Linked DNA regions of Arachis hypogaea: region 1 is linked to region 2. A link is a contact called in public Hi-C data. All regions are on one chromosome and are shown on one strand. The core of a region is the stretch at or near the end of the contact, and the rest is flanking DNA. Distances in the headings are between cores, read along the strand shown. Region 1 overlaps LOC112759102 (a long non-coding RNA gene). Region 2 holds the start of LOC112755037 (phytyl ester synthase 2, chloroplastic).

Region 1 (5,491 bases), core at 934-3,433, 53 kb after region 2:
TTTAATAGCTCCAAACTCATTTGACTTGTCAGCTTTGATACGTCTACAAAAAAAAGTCAATTTTGATAAATAATATAATTTTGTGTAGAAGCTTATATATTTATCAAAAAAAGAAAAAAATTGTTGAGTAAAGAAATTAAAAAGAAAAAAAAGCAAAGAATTTGTTGCATTCTGAAACATAAATAGAAAAATCCGTCCTGTTTATTAATACTGGATAAAATGTTCTACTAGGATTCTGCCGTGAGCAAGGGGTTATTGGCTTTTTGGTCTTTAACTCATGGCAGCCACCATCATGAATGGTGGTTTTGTGAGGGGATGGGTCTCACATTCTCATACTTCAACGGAACCTGTCAGAAAAGGTGGAAAAACTTTCTCAAGGTCGATGAAAAAGGGCAAGAGGACAGGGAAAGGAGTGAAATTTTTAAGAAGCGTTGCTCTAGAACCTAGAGTGGAGAAATGGATGGAAGAGAAGAATGGTAGCAAAGAGGAGGAGTTTCACATTCAGAAGGAGACTTTGTGAAGGTGAAGGTCAAATAGAAGGAGAAAATGTTAAGAAAGTTTCTTTTGCAGGCGAAGGTGGAGCAGAGCATGCAGAGGAAAGTAATACGAATGGAAGAAATAGGGTGGATACTCAAGACAGCAAAGAAGAAGAGGAAATAACTGTCCAGAAGCTGCCAAATGGTCTCTACAATCTAGTTATCTTTGACAGAATGAAGATAGAGCTCAGAAAATATTGGTGGGAGTGTCTCTTTGTCAAAACTCCTTGGGAGAAAGATTTCTATCAGCTTTCCCATGAAGACTTCAAATGATGTGGGGAAAAAATAAGGTCTACAAAGATGATTTATTTGGACAATGAGTTCTTCCTTGTGAAGTTTTTTAATTCGGAGAATTTAGATTTCACACTAGTAGAGGGTCCATGAAAGATTTTAGACCACTATTTAATTATATAGCTGTAAAAGCCTGACTATAACTCTACTGTTGCCACAATAGACAATATTGTTGTATAGATTTGCTTGCCTGATTTGGCCATTGAATACTACCATAGATCAATTCTGGAGAAAATTGGAAATATAGTGGAAAGAATGGTGAAAGTTGACTCCAATGCAACCCAGATTACTAGAAAAAATTTTGCTCGTTTGTATGTGGAAGTATCACTGGACCAACCTTTAGCTTCCCAATATTTGATCAATGAAAAAATCTATAAGATTGAATATGAAAGATTGCACCATGATTGTTTCAACTGTAGATATGTTGGGTATGAAAAGGCTCAATGTCCTGAAATTCAAGGAAGAAATGGAGGTGGTCTAAACTAGTAGAGCACAAAGAAAACTAAAATCACATATAGAATGCGGTATCCAAAGTTGATGGTGAGGGCATCATAGTCAATTTGAAAAATGGGAAGGGCAAAAATTCCATGGAGCAATCAAATAAAGGCTATGGGCCTTGGATTCCGATTTAGAGGAGTGCACGTGGCAAAAGAAGTACAAAAAACAGAGAAAAAATGCAAAGTAGAAGAGGAAAGAAGAAAAAAAAGAAAAAGATGGTAGTGTACAATCTTCTCATTTTTCAATATTGCAAACGAGTGGTATGGAGAATCAAGAACATTCATGAGATGTCAGAAGGTGATGCCAATAAAGACAAAGGAGAGGGAACCAACCAGGTAAAGAATAAAGTTAAAAGGATTCATGCCCAACATAACAATAATACATTTACAGGTAAAGATACTGTCCATCACAATCCCTCAGCCTCACAGAAGAAATAGGCCTAAAACTGCACCAACCCTACCCAAATCCAACAATTAAAGGAAAACAACATAACCACAAAAGAGACTCATCAACCAAGCCTAATCCAAAAAACATAATCTATCCATATCTTTATCTCATACTAACATGACCAACTTGACCCATCAACAGAACAAAACCAGAACCACTCCAATATGGATATTGAAAACCCAATCACCAACCTTGAAAATCGGAAGAAACCTGACCTCAAAAGCCCAATTCAATCCTAGCAAATTCTCAAAACTTTTCAAGAGATGGAAGGTGTGGACTGTGGAGGACCTCCAGACCCGGAGCCAAGACCCCTAAATTTTAGCTCAATTGACTCAAGTGCCCTGATCAATAGAATGATACCAGTGGAGTATGCTATGAGAAATGAAGAAGAAAGACAAGAAGAAATTCATCCCTTGCAGGGGGTGAGATGCAATGCTCATAGAGGGGCTCTTATCCCTATTGGACTATAAACATATCGGGTCTAGAGGACTTATTTCTCTTATATCTTGAAGCTTGTTTATGATGAATATACTAGGCTGGAACACTAGCAGAGTTGCGAATGATGCTACCATTCGAACTTTTAAGGAATTCAAAAGGCAGCATAGACTAGATATTGTTCTCCTTTTGAGACTAAATGCAGTGGTGCTAGAGCTCTAGAGGTAATCTCTGTCCTTAGTTTTAATTTCTATATTATTGAGGATGCTATTGGGGGTGGCATATGGGTCTTTGGGAAAATAATTGTTTGAAGATTCAAGCCGTTAAAAAGTATAATCAATATGTCCACCTTAAGGTCAAATACCTAGGAATAGAACTTGGATTTTATCATCTATTTATGTTATACCTCAAGATAAAATAAGACATGTTGGTTTTGAAAACATAAAAAAATATTGCAAGAAGAAATAAAGAATCTTAGATGCTTACAAAGGACTTCAATGAAATAGGAAGTGAGGGGAGAAAAAAAGGGGTGCTCAAGTGGATACATGTTTGTAGGAGATTTAGATACTAGATAAATGAGTGTGGTCTCTTGGACCTTGGTTTTGTAGGGTCTAAATTTACTTGTAAAATAAGTCAGAGAACCGAGAATGGATAAATTTAAACGCCTTGACAAAGCCTTGGCAGTTGGCAAACACGGATTAGAGAACTGAGTTTGGGGATGATAGAGTAGAGGTTATTCCAATGGTCAATTCGGACCATCACCCTCTTTTGGCCATTCGCAAACCAGACATCATCGATGTTGGAAAAAAGCCTTTTCGATATAAGGTAATGTGGGGCACTCATCCAGATTTTCACGAGTTCATTCATGGTTACTGGAATAAAGAAAGTTGCTTTCTAAGAGCTTTGAAAGAGTTAATAGTAAATCTTAAGATGTCGAATAGAGATATTTTCGGTAACGTTTTCAGAAAAAAGAGGTGTATTTTGAACAAGTTGGGAGGCATTCAAAGAGCTGTGACCTATGAGAGGAATTCATTCTTAGAAAAATTAAAACAAAAGGCTGGGGCTGAACTTATTGAAATTGTAAACCAGAAAGAAATTTTGTGGATGCAGAAATCACGTCAATAATAGTCCGTTGAAGTTGATAGGAATACTCGATACTTTCACACTAAAATAAATACTATAAGAAGGAAAAACATTATTCTAAAGTTAAAAAGAAGGGACGGAAGCTAGAATGATGATTTAGAAGATATCAAATTAATAGTGGTCAAATTCTTCAAAGAGCTTTACCAAGAAGAAAACAATGTGATCCCCTACATCCAGACTAACACTGCATACCTCTTCTAATTGATCTAGAGAAGAGGAGTTTACAAAAGACACCAAACCATGTTGACATAAGGCAAATCATAGCATTAAAGGCTCCGGGAAAAGATAACTTCTCGGCCCTTTTCTTAAAAGAAATTTGAGAGACTATTGGAAACTCTTTTTGCTATTTTGCTAAGTATTTGTGGAGAAATGCTAAAGGAATTAACGAGATTAATTAAACTCTTCTTGCTTTGATTTCTAAGGTTGATCGACCTAAATTCATCAATAAAATTAGACCTATTGTGCTTTGCAATATGTTCTATAAATGTATTTTGAAGCTAATGTTTGCTAAAATTAAACCCATCATTATCCAAAGGATTACTCTCTAGCAAGCTAGTTTTATCCCAGGAAGAATTATTCACAACAGTATAGTAATTGTCAAAAAGATGATGTTTGACATGAACAAAATGAAAAGGGAAATGCAAATACATGGCAATAAATATAGATTTTGAAAAAACATATGATAGGTTATGATAGGAATTTATTCATAAGAGTTTGGAGGAGTTTGGTGTGACAGGGCATATTCTCAAGGTCATCATGGAATTTGTTTTCACTGCATCATTTAAGATATTATAGAATGATTGCAAAACGGAAGAATTTACTCCTATAAAGAGGTCAAGATAAGGGATCCTATTTTCCCTACTTATTTTTTATTGCCACAAACAAATTGTCACAAATTATAGAAGACAGTGTTAACAGACAAAAATGTAAGCTAATGATAGCTAGAAGGCATGGGCTTCCCATAGCACATCTTCTGTTTGTGGACGATTTAATTTTCTTTGTAGAAGCATTGAGTGAACAAATTAAAATGGTGAAAGGTAAACTTGATAACTTTTGTATGGTCTTGGGCTTGAAAATTAATTCTATGAAGACTTCTATTGTTTTCTCATAGAATGTAGACATGAATACTAAAAAAAATATCATTCAAAAATGTGAATTTCAAAAGACACCTAGCCTTGGCAGATACTTTGGTGCCATGGTTACTAATGGTAACTAATGAAAACTACAACTCAACTGACAGAGACATAATTGAATTAGAAGGTGATTATATTAACAAAGAGGGTAACTAGGTTCTAATGAGCATTAAGCAATTTTTTTTCCTAGAATATTGTTAGCAAAATCACAGTTGTCCTTCCCCCTAATGAAGCTATAGGAAAAGACCAAGTAATATGGAACCTCACCCAAGATGGGGACTTTCAACTAAGAGTGCCTATATGCACCTAATTACTCAAAACAATGTACAAGATCAAATTTAGAGTATTATTTGAAAATGGCAGGGGCCACAAAAAATGAAATATTTTCTTTGGCAAGAAACTCGTAAAAAGATTCTAACAACAAGTAAAAGAAGCAAGATGCTTGGAACAGAACTTGATTGTCACCATTGTGAAAATATACAAAAAAAAATTCCAAATTCATGTTTTGCACTATTGTGGAGTTGCGTCAAGGGTGTGGACTAATCTGATACATCCTTTCAACTTTCAAGAATTCTTCAGATCTCCCTTTGCTCACTAGATTAGATAGAATCTTTCATCGAACATAGGCTTCCAAAACTAAGAAAAGTGGCAATCTCTCTTCATCACAACCTGTTGGTGGCTATAGAAATAGAGGAATTAGAAAATTTTTAACCTTCCAGAAAAGAGACCAGTAGATCCAGTAAATTTCATTGTCAACTATGTGCAAAGCATAAAAGAAGCTTTACTTACAAGAAGAGGAGAAATATCTACTCGAAATAAAATGGTGGATATGAATATATCTTGGATCCCACCACCGCCAAGTTGGATAAAGGTGAATACAAATAGAGCATTAGAGGGGATAGATGGAGAGACAGGATGCAGCGGAGTGTGCAGAGATGATCAGGGAAGATGGGTCGTGAATTTTGTGATGAACATAGGGACATGCACGACGTTTCAAGCAGAATTATG
Region 2 (5,429 bases), core at 1,322-3,821:
ATTGTTCACATTATTTAGTATTTTCATTGTTCACCTATACTTTTCCATATTTTAAAGTTGTAGACCAAAATTAAAATATTGAAAAGTTTTCTCGCATGCATGATCGGGGTACAAGTTCCAACTCCTATTAATTTTACTATTCAATTCGATATAGTTTAAATTGCTAATTTCACTTTTATATTTCAAAGAGTAAACTAAATTATTTTTTACACCATAATAAATCAACTAAAATAATATCCAACTAGACATTTTAATTGGAATCAGAAAAAAAGTTATTAAATGATGATCTATCCTTCTGTAGTAATCTGTAGTATATTTAATATCAGTTCGACACTTTTTAATTTAGATATGAAAGAGAGAATGGTGTAGGAGACAGTTATGGAATGTATAAATGCTTTATGCAGCTGTAGTATCAGAAATTAAAATCGGACTGTCCAATTTGTAAGAGGTATAGAAATCAGACCGTCTGATTTTTTGGTACACAAATTGAACCCTCCGATTTGTGTTTAAAAAATTAAAAAAATTTGGGATCCGATTTGTGTACTAAGAATTTTAAAAGATTTTTAAACTCCGATTTGTGTACTCCAAAATTTTAAAATTTTTTAAACACAAATTGGAGGATCCGATTTATATATATCCCACAATTTTAAAAAACACCCAAAATTACAATACTAAGATATATCAGGCATCTCATTTCCATATCTAAATTTTTTAGCCTTAGTTTGATGTATACTTTTTCTAACTTTTTAATTAGGTTTTCATAGTTTAAAAGTTTGTAATTGAATTTTTATACTAGATAAAAACTTTTAATTATGTCTTTTTATTTTTTTTAAAAAAAAATACAATTTTTTTTATTTTTGTATTTAATAGAAGAAGAATTATGAAATATTATAAAAATAAATATTTTAGGATTAATGTATTTTTCTGAAAATAACAACTAACAAAAATCTAATAAAATATACAAGAAATTAATTATCTAAAATTTTATTTCAAATATCATACTTTAGATTCAAATAAAATATACAAAAACATTTAGTTCATGTGTTAAATATATATTAGGTTTTTTATACAATAATATATAAAGATATTAATTTATCCTCTAATTTTTAAAAGAAAACAGAGTTATTACCTTTAAATAATTAATATCCTAATAGTTTTCAGAGTAATTTTTCAATTTTTTTATAATTTAATTTTTATATAATGTCAGTATAAACAAATTTTACAAATATAACTAATTATATATTAGAACATCAGCGAAGTAATTAGTTAATTTTTAAATTTATTATTTTAAAAAAGTTATAAAAGTAGATGAATTAGACGAGTAAAGTTAAAGTCATTTCTTCGTGTTTCAAAAATCCTAAATCACGTGTAAGAGAGTATTTAGGGATTGAAGGATGCAGTAAATATGTTTCATCATCATAGAAAAAATCACACGGCATGAATGCGAGTAAAGCGGGAACAAAAACTAATAAGTTAGTTTCACAAAAGTTGAATGAATTGAACTTTAGAACTGCTCAACTAGTAAAAACGACTAAACACATTGTGACACGCAGTTCAAAAACCGTTGAAAAGTAAACGACAGAAAGAAAATCAATACCAACACAAACCCCGCAAAAATGAACCAGTAAAAACCCACACAATAGCAGTAGCAGTAAACCAACCAAGCAATGCATACTGAGAAGAAAACGAAAATGAAAAAAAAAAGAGAAGACAAAATAACGACTAACCCGGTAAGTAGAGTAACACCGGCGGATCCTCCATTTGCCAAGAACCGCTGCAATCCCCCGTATCCGGCGGCGAGAACCACCGCGGCGCTCCACCACCACCGTTCTCCTTTTCCTCGTCGATTATCACCTTCGATTCTTCCAGAAACCGCTTCATACCGCTGAACACGCTTCTGTTCTTGCTCTCCTCTTCTTCCTCTTTCAACTTCGCGTCAACGCCTCTTTCTCCATCCGCTTCTCGCTTCACCACCGGATTTGTTTTTTCCGGCGACGTTGTTACCGCAGACGTCGGCGCCGGAGGCCGGTCAACGGACACGGCGAAGCGCGGGATCCGGACGGGGGACCGGTGTTTCTTCCCGGCTAATGGCGATGTCGTCGTCTCGCGGCGGATGACTACTCTAAAGAGAGAGGCTGCGGTGGCCGCCGCCGTTGCCATGGTGGTTCCGAAAGGTGAGATGATTTGAGACTCCTGAGGAGACAGAAAAATGAAAAATGAAAAACGAAAAAAGTGCTTTTTATAGAGGAAAAGGCAAGAATGACTAGTCTGAATGAATTCTGTTTTCTATGGAAAATAGATTGAAATAATGAACATATGAGGCTGATTTTTTTGGATATGGAAACTGTAATTGTGTTGTGCGTGGTTATGATATATAAAGGTGTTAGACTAATTTGTGGGACAGTTTTTCTCAGATTTGGTTTTAAGAAATCGGACCATCCGATTTTAGTGTTGTTAAATTTTTTTTAAGCAAATCGGATGGTCCATTTTGTATGGAGGGAGTACATGAAGTTCACATCAAGGTTATCAGACCCTGCGAGTTGTGAATGAATAAAATTTTAATAATTACCGTAAATGAAATCGGAGAGTACGTTTTGATTATTATATGTTTTTTTGAATAAGGTAAACAACTCGCTGGGTCCGAGTTGTACTCTTACCCCTCACACGGTCCGATTTCTATGTGCTTGACACCATACGCCGGTAAAGCTCTCCTTCTCTCCATAACGTGGTCCAACACTTACTCACTCTCCATAACAAAATTAATTTGCGTGAGAATTTGCACATATCCTATTTTATATTTTTTGGTAATAAATGGGTAATTTGTATTTTTTTTATAAGTCACATCAAAAGTAAACAAAAATTCAGTGTTGGTAAAGAGGGAAATAACAAATAAGCACTGTTTATAAGAAAATTATTGTACTATAAATTTAATTTTCATATATCATCGTATAGAAAGAATTTACATAAATAATTATTTATTATTAAATTAATAAAAATAACAAAATTTAAATTTAATTAGTTAAAAAATTATTTAAATATATAAATTCAATCAAATAACTGTGTAAAATTTTTTATATTATTAATGAATTAAAATTAAATTTTCATAATAAAATAAAAAATTAATTTTTATTATTATATATTTAATTATTTTATAATGACATATTTAACTATTTTAATAATTAATTATTTTATTTCAAAAATATATTAAAAATTAATTTCATATGATTTTTTCACAAATTGTAAAATTAATTTGTTCTTTGTCGCAAATCAACTAATCTTACTAATTTTCGAAAGAATAATAGTAAAAAAATAAAAATAAAAATTAACTAATGATAATTTTAATATTTTAGTTTTATAAATTATATTAATACTTTTCAAAGAACTTCCAATTTGGGGATAGTAATATTAAAGCGAAATTGTTTTACTCCATCAATGGAAAAATGAAACATGGCAAATGCTTGTGCAGTTGTGCATTGTCCTTTTGGTGGGTGGTGTTGGAGTTTTCGGGATGCGTGTATCTAGTGTTCCCTTTTATGCTGCGTGGCCTCTGATCTGCTTTTCACTTCTTCCACACAAATAAAGATTTTTTTTGTACAATGTATATAAAGAAAATGAATAAATAATTAAATACTACTACTCCATAATTTGAATTTTGATTCTGAAATTAGAAGTATCAAATAATGAAAAAATACCATATTTAAAAAAAAGACAAATTATTATGATTGTATTTACTTTACATAATCGTTAATAACACCATTTTCTACAATTAAAAAATAGTAGCATTTAGACTAATGAAAAAAGGAAAGTTTCGTAATGATAATAGTTTATAATAATAAAAATAAGTTAGTAATGATGATGTCCATACTTGAAGTGAGTTTACGAACTGAAAGGATGAAGATTGGAGATTTTAATTTCGGCATGCGTAGAATTAAATTGGGTAGACAACCTGCAAGACCCTCTAATACTAAAGTTAGTAATATTTTAGGTGATATGGAACATGTGTCTTATCTGCTGAGTGTCTTTTTTTTTTATCTTTGTCCTCTTGGATTGTGCCATTTTTCAGTATTTAGTGCCTTTAAGTTATGTTCTTAATGGTGGGATTTAACGATTTCAGGCTTAATGGCGCTGTCGTTGTGTCGTGTTTAGTATTATAAAATAATGTCGGATTCTCATTTAATCGTCGTTCCATTATGTTACTATTTGTCCAGAACAGTGCTTCCAACTCGGATTCCTGGACTCTGTTCTTTTGTCACGGATATTCGAGTTTATGATGTTGGATTTTGTTTTTTTGATGGGACCCTAAAGGGTACTTTAAAGAAACTGAACAGTTTCCTTTAGTTTCACTGGAGCGGTTATAGTCCCCATATTTTGCAAACTGTCAGCCTTCTCCTACATTCTCTCTTTAGTAATAAATGCAACATTTTTAACTTAAGTTTAAATAGGTTTTACTTTACCTTTTTACTTTCCAGACCATTTCATTTTCAAAACCATCCTTCCAAATACGAACATTCTCCTTTCTTTCTCTCTGCAAATCTCCCTTGTTGGGTTTACTTTGCTCCCCGTTGCCGTTGCGTCCTTTGCTGTGCTAAGGAGGGTTAGTGGCATTTATTAGCAAATTCAACAGTAATTGTCATTTGAGATTAGTGAATCTTCTGTTTTTCCCCATTTTGTGTTTTTACTGGAGAAATTTCTTTGAATCCTTATTCGTTTTGCATGCTATCCCTTTTGCTTGGCATTTTTCCTGTTTTTTCTTTGTGCTTGTTATCTATGAATATGCTTTTTGTAGTAGGAGAACCACTATTTTTAGTTTTCAAATAGTTGATGATTACTGTTTGCCCCCACTCTTCGTAGTTTTCCTGCATTTTGCAAGTTCATTCTATGTTTTGAACGAGCTACAAGCTATAGGACTTATATTCTTAGGATCTTTTTATTTATGGCAACGTAGTGGTGGTAACATAGTGGTGGTGTCCCTGTAGATTTTCACGAGATGGCTAGGAAAAAGGTTATCGTGGGCTAAGGGCGTGGCGGTGCTGCTAATCTACCAAGATCCCATCCTGCCCCCACTCCGGGAATGAATAGTGAGCCAGATGTGGATATATACTCTTGGGTTTCTGAGGAAGTCAAGGATACGCCTTCTATAATTACTCATGAAGAACTTGATAATTTGAGGGAGGATCGGGTTATCTTTGATTTCAACCTAAGCAATCTTTATGTCTTATCTGTTCAGAGGTTTGGAGATCGGCTATACCATATAAACGAGCATGCCGGTATTGTTCCAGATTGGTTGTGGATGTACAAGACCTTGTTTTTCCTGATTGGGGTTTGCCTACCTTTTTTCGATTTCTAGATAAGCTTACTAACACATACTGGATGTGCTCCTTCTCAGCTCCACCCGAATTCTTGGGCCATTATCCGATGCTTCAAGCTTT

What was found. Hi-C and Micro-C count contacts between places; a contact is called where the count stands out from the background.
Region 1: a Hi-C map of leaf shows a contact between it and region 2, with 4 times the contacts expected there. The contact joins the enhancer-like site here to the promoter of LOC112755037 in region 2. A contact is called at or near these places in 2 of 8 Hi-C or Micro-C datasets (both in leaf).

What each region holds. Positions count from the first base shown.
Region 1 is chr16:131,367,113-131,372,603 of arahy.Tifrunner.gnm2.J5K5, forward strand. It overlaps LOC112759102 (a long non-coding RNA gene), which reads right to left. Exons shown (of 2, transcript XR_003179956.3): 1 at 5,273-5,491; 2 at 4,809-5,162. Among protein-coding and RNA genes, the nearest start is that of LOC112759102, 3.2 kb to the right of the region's middle. Within about 2 kb of position 2,184, at least 3 of the 3 cell types and tissues checked have open chromatin away from gene starts, as enhancers often do.
Region 2 is chr16:131,314,057-131,319,485 of arahy.Tifrunner.gnm2.J5K5, forward strand. It overlaps LOC112755037 (phytyl ester synthase 2, chloroplastic), which reads right to left and starts at 2,572. Exons shown (of 14, transcript XM_025802918.3): 1 at 1,728-2,572. The coding sequence starts at 2,160.